Linked DNA regions of Mus musculus: region 1 is linked to region 2. The links are chromatin contacts, called in public promoter capture Hi-C maps. All regions are on one chromosome and are shown on one strand. Each heading gives the region's core, a stretch centred on a gene start, on an enhancer-like site or on the middle of the called end of the contact. The rest is flanking DNA. Distances are from core to core; before and after follow the strand shown. Region 1 holds the start of Ubxn10 (UBX domain protein 10). Region 2 has its middle 59 kb from the start of Gm32549.

The links. Promoter capture Hi-C pulls out the DNA fragments that hold promoters and counts their contacts.
Region 1: a promoter capture Hi-C map of hippocampal neurons shows a contact between it and region 2, with 6 times the contacts expected there. The contact joins the promoter of Ubxn10 here to the enhancer-like site in region 2. A contact is called at or near these places in 16 of 39 promoter capture datasets (the 3T3-L1 cell line, 3T3-L1-derived adipocytes, the HPC-7 cell line and 10 more), 3 of 484 Hi-C or Micro-C datasets (brain, cerebral cortex and trophoblast stem cells), 3 of 115 datasets of contacts at active chromatin or transcription factors (embryonic basal ganglia, embryonic forebrain and pancreatic cancer cells) and 4 of 9 other capture datasets (adipose tissue, embryonic stem cells, liver and 1 more).

Annotation. Positions count from the first base shown.
Region 1 is chr4:138,723,170-138,726,659 of GRCm38.p6, reverse strand. It overlaps Ubxn10 (UBX domain protein 10), which reads left to right and starts at 1,395. Exons shown (of 2, transcript NM_178671.5): 1 at 1,395-1,479. It overlaps Pla2g2c (phospholipase A2, group IIC), which reads right to left and starts at 1,335. Exons shown (of 6, transcript NM_008868.3): 1 at 1,172-1,335; 2 at 803-929.
Region 2 is chr4:138,554,041-138,557,526 of GRCm38.p6, reverse strand. No RefSeq gene overlaps it. Among named protein-coding and RNA genes, the nearest start is that of Gm32549, 59 kb to the right of the region's middle. Within about 2 kb of position 1,861, at least 49 of the 459 cell types and tissues checked have an H3K27ac peak or open chromatin away from gene starts, as enhancers often do. A contact at or near this core is called in cerebral cortex, hippocampal neurons and pancreatic islet, where this site is marked.

The DNA of each region.
Region 1 (3,490 bases), core at 146-2,645, 170 kb before region 2:
GTTTGTTTGTTTTGTTTTGTTTTTGAGACAGGGTCTCCCTATGTAGTCATGACTGTTCTTGAACTTGCTCTGTAGACCAGGCTGGCCTTGAACTCAGAGATCCGCCTACCTCTTCCTCCTGAGTGTCGGGATTAAAGGAATGCGCTGTCACTTCTCAGCTTTAAAGTCATCTTAATGCCAGCTTGGAAGGAAGAGTTGATTAGATTGGAACAAAGACAGGGAGGAATTGGGCAAGTGAAGGGACAGGCTAAACTAGGGAAGAGTCTTCATTTAAGTCAAGGTTTCAACAGAAGCAAGGATATTGGGCCTAGGGAGGGGGAGAGTGTGTGTGTATGTGTGTGTGTGTGTGTATGTGTGTGTGTGCGCGCGCGCGTGTGTGTGCGTGTGTGCGTGTGTGTGGCTGTGGTTGGGAAGCACCTCAGAGACAGCTAACAGGGATGGGATCAGATGACCATTCTAACAGACCAGAGGCAAGAGAGCAATCGTGCAAAGGCTGGGAGCCCTCTGGTCTGACAGCAGACAACTAAGAAGGTTCACATTCAATGGTTTCTATTTTCCTTTGCAGAGGGCAGGAGACTGTCATCCCACAGGGAGGGAGGAAGGAAGACGGCATGTGGGAGGTTTTTAGAGGACAGATAGGATTTGAAATAGCTATTGGAGAGGGCAGGAAACAGAAGGCTGGCCAGGGAGGGCAGAGGGTCTCATGTGTGTGACATGTCATGGCTCGGTGTGGGTTGGACAGATTCCAGCTAAGGCATCCATCACACTGATGGGATGACAGTAGGGCCAGGAGGACTCTTACCAACAGAATGGCTGAGGTAGTGGACCATAGCTTCTGAGAAAGCAGTCAGGCTGCCGGCCTCCAAAACTCAAAGCTGTTGGGAAACGCGGTGAAGTGGCTGGAGTTGCTGACTGTATATAGTTAGACCCTTAAGGAGGAAATAGGAGATACAGGTGGTGATCACAAGACTGGTGGCCTGGGGGTGGGAACCCCCATGACAACATACCCTAAAAAAATCACCACCCAGATTCTAAGGGTCTCGTTTTAAAACAGTTGCACAACCCTGTTTAAAACAAGGACACTGGCAAAGTCAGGCCAAGGATTGACAGGGATTTGTTCCTGGTCCCTACCCCCGACTCCAGGGCAGGGCTCCCTCTCCCCTGAACGCACATTCCCCAGGAGACACAAGAGTCAGGCCAGGTCAGGAAGAAGAGTTCCAATGGCAGGGGTCCAGGCCCAGGGCCCTGTGGCCTCCATGGGGCAGGGCCACACCAAGGTCCTGAGCCTGGAATCCGTGAACCACCTCTGCCCCTCCGCCCTCCGTGCCCTAGTCCAATTCAGCTTGCGGTCCAGGTCAGGCAGGTTCCGGTCCCACCGGAAGCACGTGGCCCCCACCCCTTGGCGGTTGCCAGGGAGACAGGGCTGTTTACCAGCTGGTCGCAGCCAGGCACCGGAGGCGGATGGAGCTGAGCTGCGAGGTGAGAGGCCCGCTGTGGGTCCCCAGAAACTGAGAGGCAGGCATTTGAGTGGCCCTCCCCAGGGACAGAGCCAACCTGGCTGGAGCCTGAGTCTGCAGCAGCTAAGGGAATCTCCTGGGAGGGGCGTCTACAAGCCAGTCCCTGGACCCAGATCCAAAGAGAGAGAAGGGAGTCGGGGTCATGTGCAGAGGCAGGAGCTGCAGGGAGCCTCCCACAGCTCCAAGTGCCCTTTACCCAGGTCTGCATTCACGTTCCAGACCTTTCTGCCATTCCCGGAACACTCCTCTTCCTTCTGCACTTGAAGCTTTGCTTCCAGACCTGCCAGACCACGGAAATAATAGAGGCCTCTCCCCAACCCCCTCGCCCGCCCTTCTATCCTGGAATCAACCCCGGTTCTCTCTCTTCACTCACTTGGTGGCTTGTGGTTTCCCACATTGTAATCTCTGGTTTGGGGTAGCATAGCGAGTGGTTTCGATCCTCTCTCTCTCCCTCTCTCCCCCTCCATCCCCCGGGGTTGGTTCCTTTACAGAGTTTAATTTTGTAAGCCAGGCTGGGGACTATGGGGTGGCGGCAGTGGGTGGTAGTAACTGATAAACAATTTTAAAAGACCAATGCACGTGTACATGTCCCGGTATATGCCAGCAGATGGTTCGTAGGAGGGTGTATTTTGCTGCTTGCGCTGTAGGTTTAGATTTGGGCTGTGAAGTACCATGGTCTGACCCTATGGTGGCTTGTGGGCACCATTGGAAAACCACGGGAATCTTGATTTCATTTGTATCCAATGTCCCTTCCTTCCTGTTCGTGTGGTGATAATCCTAAGGAATGGGCACCTGCCCTTCTGGAGGGCAACATCTTGAAAATAGTGGCCCGTGTTTTGTTTCCTGCTTCCTAGCAGGCGTCTGCCTCCTAGCTATTGTGTTTAAGTAAACAGGCTACTTGTCTCTTCTGCTGGCAGCGTGATGGATGCCTACGCCTAGACGTTGTCAAATCACTTTGTAGTTGAGTGTCTGCCAGGCCCTAGAGGTGATGAAATAAATGAGCCATGCAGGGATTGTGCTGTCGCAGGAGCCTAGACAGAGGGCAAAGGTAGAGTTTGGGACCCAGGGTGTGTGTGTGTGTATCTCTGAAGGCGCCATGGCTGCCGTTCTCCAAACACCTGTTTCCTGTAGCATCCTGCCCTCCTTCTGGGTGGGGGTGGGAGCTGGTGTTCCCTCTGTGTAACAGATGGTCTCTGTGCTGGGTAGGAGGCGGTGGGTTATAAAAGCAGGTTGGGTGTAACGGCTTTACCTGAAGGAGGTGTTAGTCTCGAAATAGCCTTGAGTGGGCTTATGAGAATTAGTCATAATTGAGGTTTTTCTCTTGAGATAGCTTGCAAGTCATGTTATCTTATGACCAGGGTGTCTTGAATATGACACCCCCTGAACACGGCTAATTATACAGAGTACCAAAAGGTATAGCAACGACACGCACACACTCAAGTTTGACTGTTAAAAATAACCCCGCAGAGTGCCTGGGAGAACGCATGACTTTTCTCATCGAAGTTGTTAGGGAGAGGTTTCTAAGTTACCAAACTTCCTGACAGCCAAACCTTCCCCAGGCATGTGTGGGTGTTGGAAGCCAAGCCTGTGATAATTCTGTGGAAGCTGTGGCAAATTAATAGCCATTCCCAAGTGAGAAGGATGGAAGCTCAGCTAGAGGCTTATCCTCGCCTCAGCTGGACAGCTATGGCTTTCTCCTGCCACTCCGAACGAGAAACTCATAGGGAAAAAAAACTTTATGGTTGATCAGAAAATAAATGAGCAAGGGAAGGGGCAGGCATTTCTGGCGTCAAAACTTTTCGCTCAGGAAGAAGTTTCTGAACTACCTGCCTCCAGATTGGGCATGGAGAACAGAGGGGGAGAATGGAGGAAGGTTTGGCTGTGTAGAGCAGGGATAGCCACAGAGCCTTTTCACCCGTTAACCGGGTGTGTGTGTGGGGTGTGTGTGTGGGAGAGAGGGGGGGGAAGGGTGA
Region 2 (3,486 bases), core at 612-3,111:
GACCACACCTTGACCATGATCACTTAATTGTGTGTTTAATTATGCATACCTCTTAACCTTGCCCCAAGTCTTCCTCTATTTGAACCCAGAGTTCTCATCGGTACCTTTACAGTGAACTTGGGATCCCTGGATTCCTTTATCTCTTCCTTTACCGGCCCCTCTTCTCAATATGCGTTGACTAAATCTCTCTGTTTCTCACCTCTCCTTGTTGGCTGGTGTATCGTGGCTGAGCCCTGTCTGTTGGAACTGCTGGAACCAGGAATTTGACCCTGAAATCCTTACAATGCCACAGTAAGATATGAGGTGCAGTTCTTACCTGTCAAAGGTCATTGGGGTCATTGTATGAAGCATTTCAGGGACACAGACTTCATGCCCCAAGTCAGGTCCCTTCCTCTCTCTGAGCCTCAGTTTCCCCATGTTTTAAAAGAAGACGACGGACTCAAGCCTGCCCTCTGACTTGAGTTCAACATCCTGATCCCAGACCCTTGAGCTCTCATTGAGCGGGTAATGAATACTTTCCCAACCTCACCTCACCCTTCCCAAGGTTGTGTCATCTCTCCTGAGGACAGGCCTTCCCTCCTTGGACCATAGTCCCCAGCTTTAAGGATCCGGAGTCCAACCTGAATGCATCTGGGCTAGGGATGAAGAACTGTGCTCCGAGGAACCAGGTCGTGGAAAGCAAATGGCGTTCATGTGTTCTGGCAACTGCTAACCAAGCAGCTTTCATTCCAGAAAGCTTGGAGTGCAGCTAGGTGCTGGGTTCTTGGCATCCTCACCTTAGGCAAGAAGCTGAATGGAATTCAACTACTATTCTCCAGAGGTTTGCCCCTGGAGGGAAGAATATAAAGGCTTCTAGGCCAGCCAGCATCTGACTCTAACCAGACAGATCCTTCACAGGGCCTTTGTTGGTCCATCCTAAAAAACACACCTCCCTGGCCAGGACTTGACCTGGGATGGTGAGGAGAAGGTCCCAGAGGCCCTGCACAGAAACCTTTTGACCAGTCTTTATTGAGTGGAGTGGGGACACAGTTCGCTGGGTGTTATAAATATGTAGGTCCCAGCTCAGGCAGAGACTTCAGCGTAAAACGGATAAGGCCTGGAAACCAGTAGACACCTTAAACCACAGGCCCAGTAATTTAACTAAATGGATAGATACTCCCAGGCTATGTCCTCTTCTAACCTGCAGGGAGACAGGTGGCCCTAGAAAAGAAGACACACGAGGGCCTTCACCCAGAGGGACAAGATCTGGGCAGGGGCCAGCCTGGCCAAGCCTGTCACTCCAGAGTCTCCCGCTGCCTCCATCAATCCAAGCTGCCCTCTTCATCTGCTCCTCTCTTCCAGTCGGTCACCCATCCCTGTTCTTTCTCCTCTCTCTAGAGCAGTGGTTCTCAACATATAGATGGTGACCCTTTTGGGGGTTGAACAACCCCTTCACAGGAGTCGCCTAAAACCATCGGAAAACACAAATAAGCACATTACGATTCCTAACATCAGCAAAACGACAGTTTTGAAGTGGTAATGAAAAATAATTTGATGACTGGGGGTCACCCCAACACGAGGAGCTGCAGTAAAGGGTCGCAGTGTCAGGAAAGTTGGGAACCGTTCTTCTAAAGACTCTGCAAGCCAGGGGTTTCTTTCTCAATCTCTTTCCCCCTCCTCCTGTCCCCACCCCGGTGCGCTCTTGGAACCCAGAGAACCCACAGCTGTCTTTAACTCAGAATCCTGCCAATTAAATAGTTCCTTCCGGCTCCAGCGCCACTGCTGACGCTGGGAGAAACGAAAGCAGAGGAGAAACTAACTAACGCAGAGGCAGCCGCCTACGTGGGTGGAGGGGGTGGAGCAGGGAAGCGCAGCCGCCTGCCCCTGGGATGAAGGGTGGGGATGCGATGCGATGCGATGCGATGCGATGCTGTCCCTCTGTCCGCCCACAGACCCAAGCACTGCTGTCTGAACGTTATTCCCTCCAGCTTTGAACTAATGAGGGGGGAACCCTCCACATCCCCACGATATCCCCCCCAGTGTCACCCCCAAGGTGCTGAGGTCCCCAGCCCTGGTTCCCCCACATTTCTTCCTGACTCCCTAAGTCTCCTCCCCCTAACCCTACAGGGCATCATTCTGATTCTTTGGTCCACCTCTTGATTCTCAGAAGCTCCGCCCTTACTGGACCCCCCCCCCCCGACCTGATTCATTCCTGATTCCAAAGTCCCCGACTGGAGATCTAGACCCCACCCCAAGCTTACTAGCAGCCCCTCTCCCAAACTGCACCCCAGACAGGAGTACTAGCTTCAAGACTCCCATCCAGTGTTGTCCGGGTCCCCACCCTGTGGATTGCACCCGGACTTTGCCCTCTGAGCGCTCCTGCACACTGTCCTGAGCAGTCCCCTGGCTCAGTCCTTGGCTTCCCAGCGCTGGCTCTGCAGCCAGGAAGACGTTGTTGTTGTCGCTGTGGGAACCAGAAGGGGGCACATTAAGAGTAATTAGCCTGCGCACAGTTGGCAGCGACACCTTAATAAATAATAGTCAGAAAGGCATGTAAATAAATATTAGAGCGCATTATGCGGGCAGGAGGCACGAGGACTCGCAGGCCGGTGGTGACGCCTCCACTTCCCAGAGAATGGCACAGGCCCGTGGGGATCCCCGAACCCTGGAAGCCTGAGACCTACGGCTGGGGGTTAAGCAGAGACGGTCACTGACGCCAAAAGAGAAAAACAGAGCTAAAGAAGAAAAAGTACGGAATGGGTCGGATGTAGTGGTTCATGTCTTTAATCTCGCTACTCAGGAGGCAAAGGCAGGCCTGGTCTACATAGTAAGTTTCATGACAGCCAGAGCTACATAGTGAGACCTTGTCTCGGGAATTGTGGGAGTGGGTGGGGGTGGGGAGATAGAATGAACTGACGCAAGGGAGTGTGGAAGGAAGATGTGGAGGAGACAAGGATGAATTTCCCTTCTTGACTAGCCTGTGCATCCCCATCTCCCTCCCCCTCCCCCCATCCCCGTCTTCCCCTCCCCTTCTCACCCTCCCCCTCTCCCTCCCCCTCCTCCTCTCTATAGACTGACATCTGCCCAGGCAGTATTCACACAAGGAGGCTTAGGGCTCAGCCTTCAGGGCTTTTGGCTGCTCACATCTCTTGCTATCAGATTGCTATCAAAGGTTTCCTTGCTTTAAATGCCATGGCTTGAGAGGCTCCCATGGACCCCTCCAGCCAGATCTAGCTCCTCTGACATGAGGAGGAACACCTCCCTTGCAAGCTATGAACAGCTCCTGCCCCCCCCACACACAAACCCCTCCCTCCTCCCGGGACTTCTGGGTTCAGTGAGTGGACAGCTTTCACTTTCCTACCCCTGATGTCCAACTTAGAATCGTTCCTGATGACTTCCGTCATGTCCATAGCCCATCAGATCAATCACCTGGCCGCCTCTGCCTTGGAGAAGCTTCCAGAATCCACCCCTCTCCTTCTCTGTCACCTGGTGTTAGCCAAGCACTTT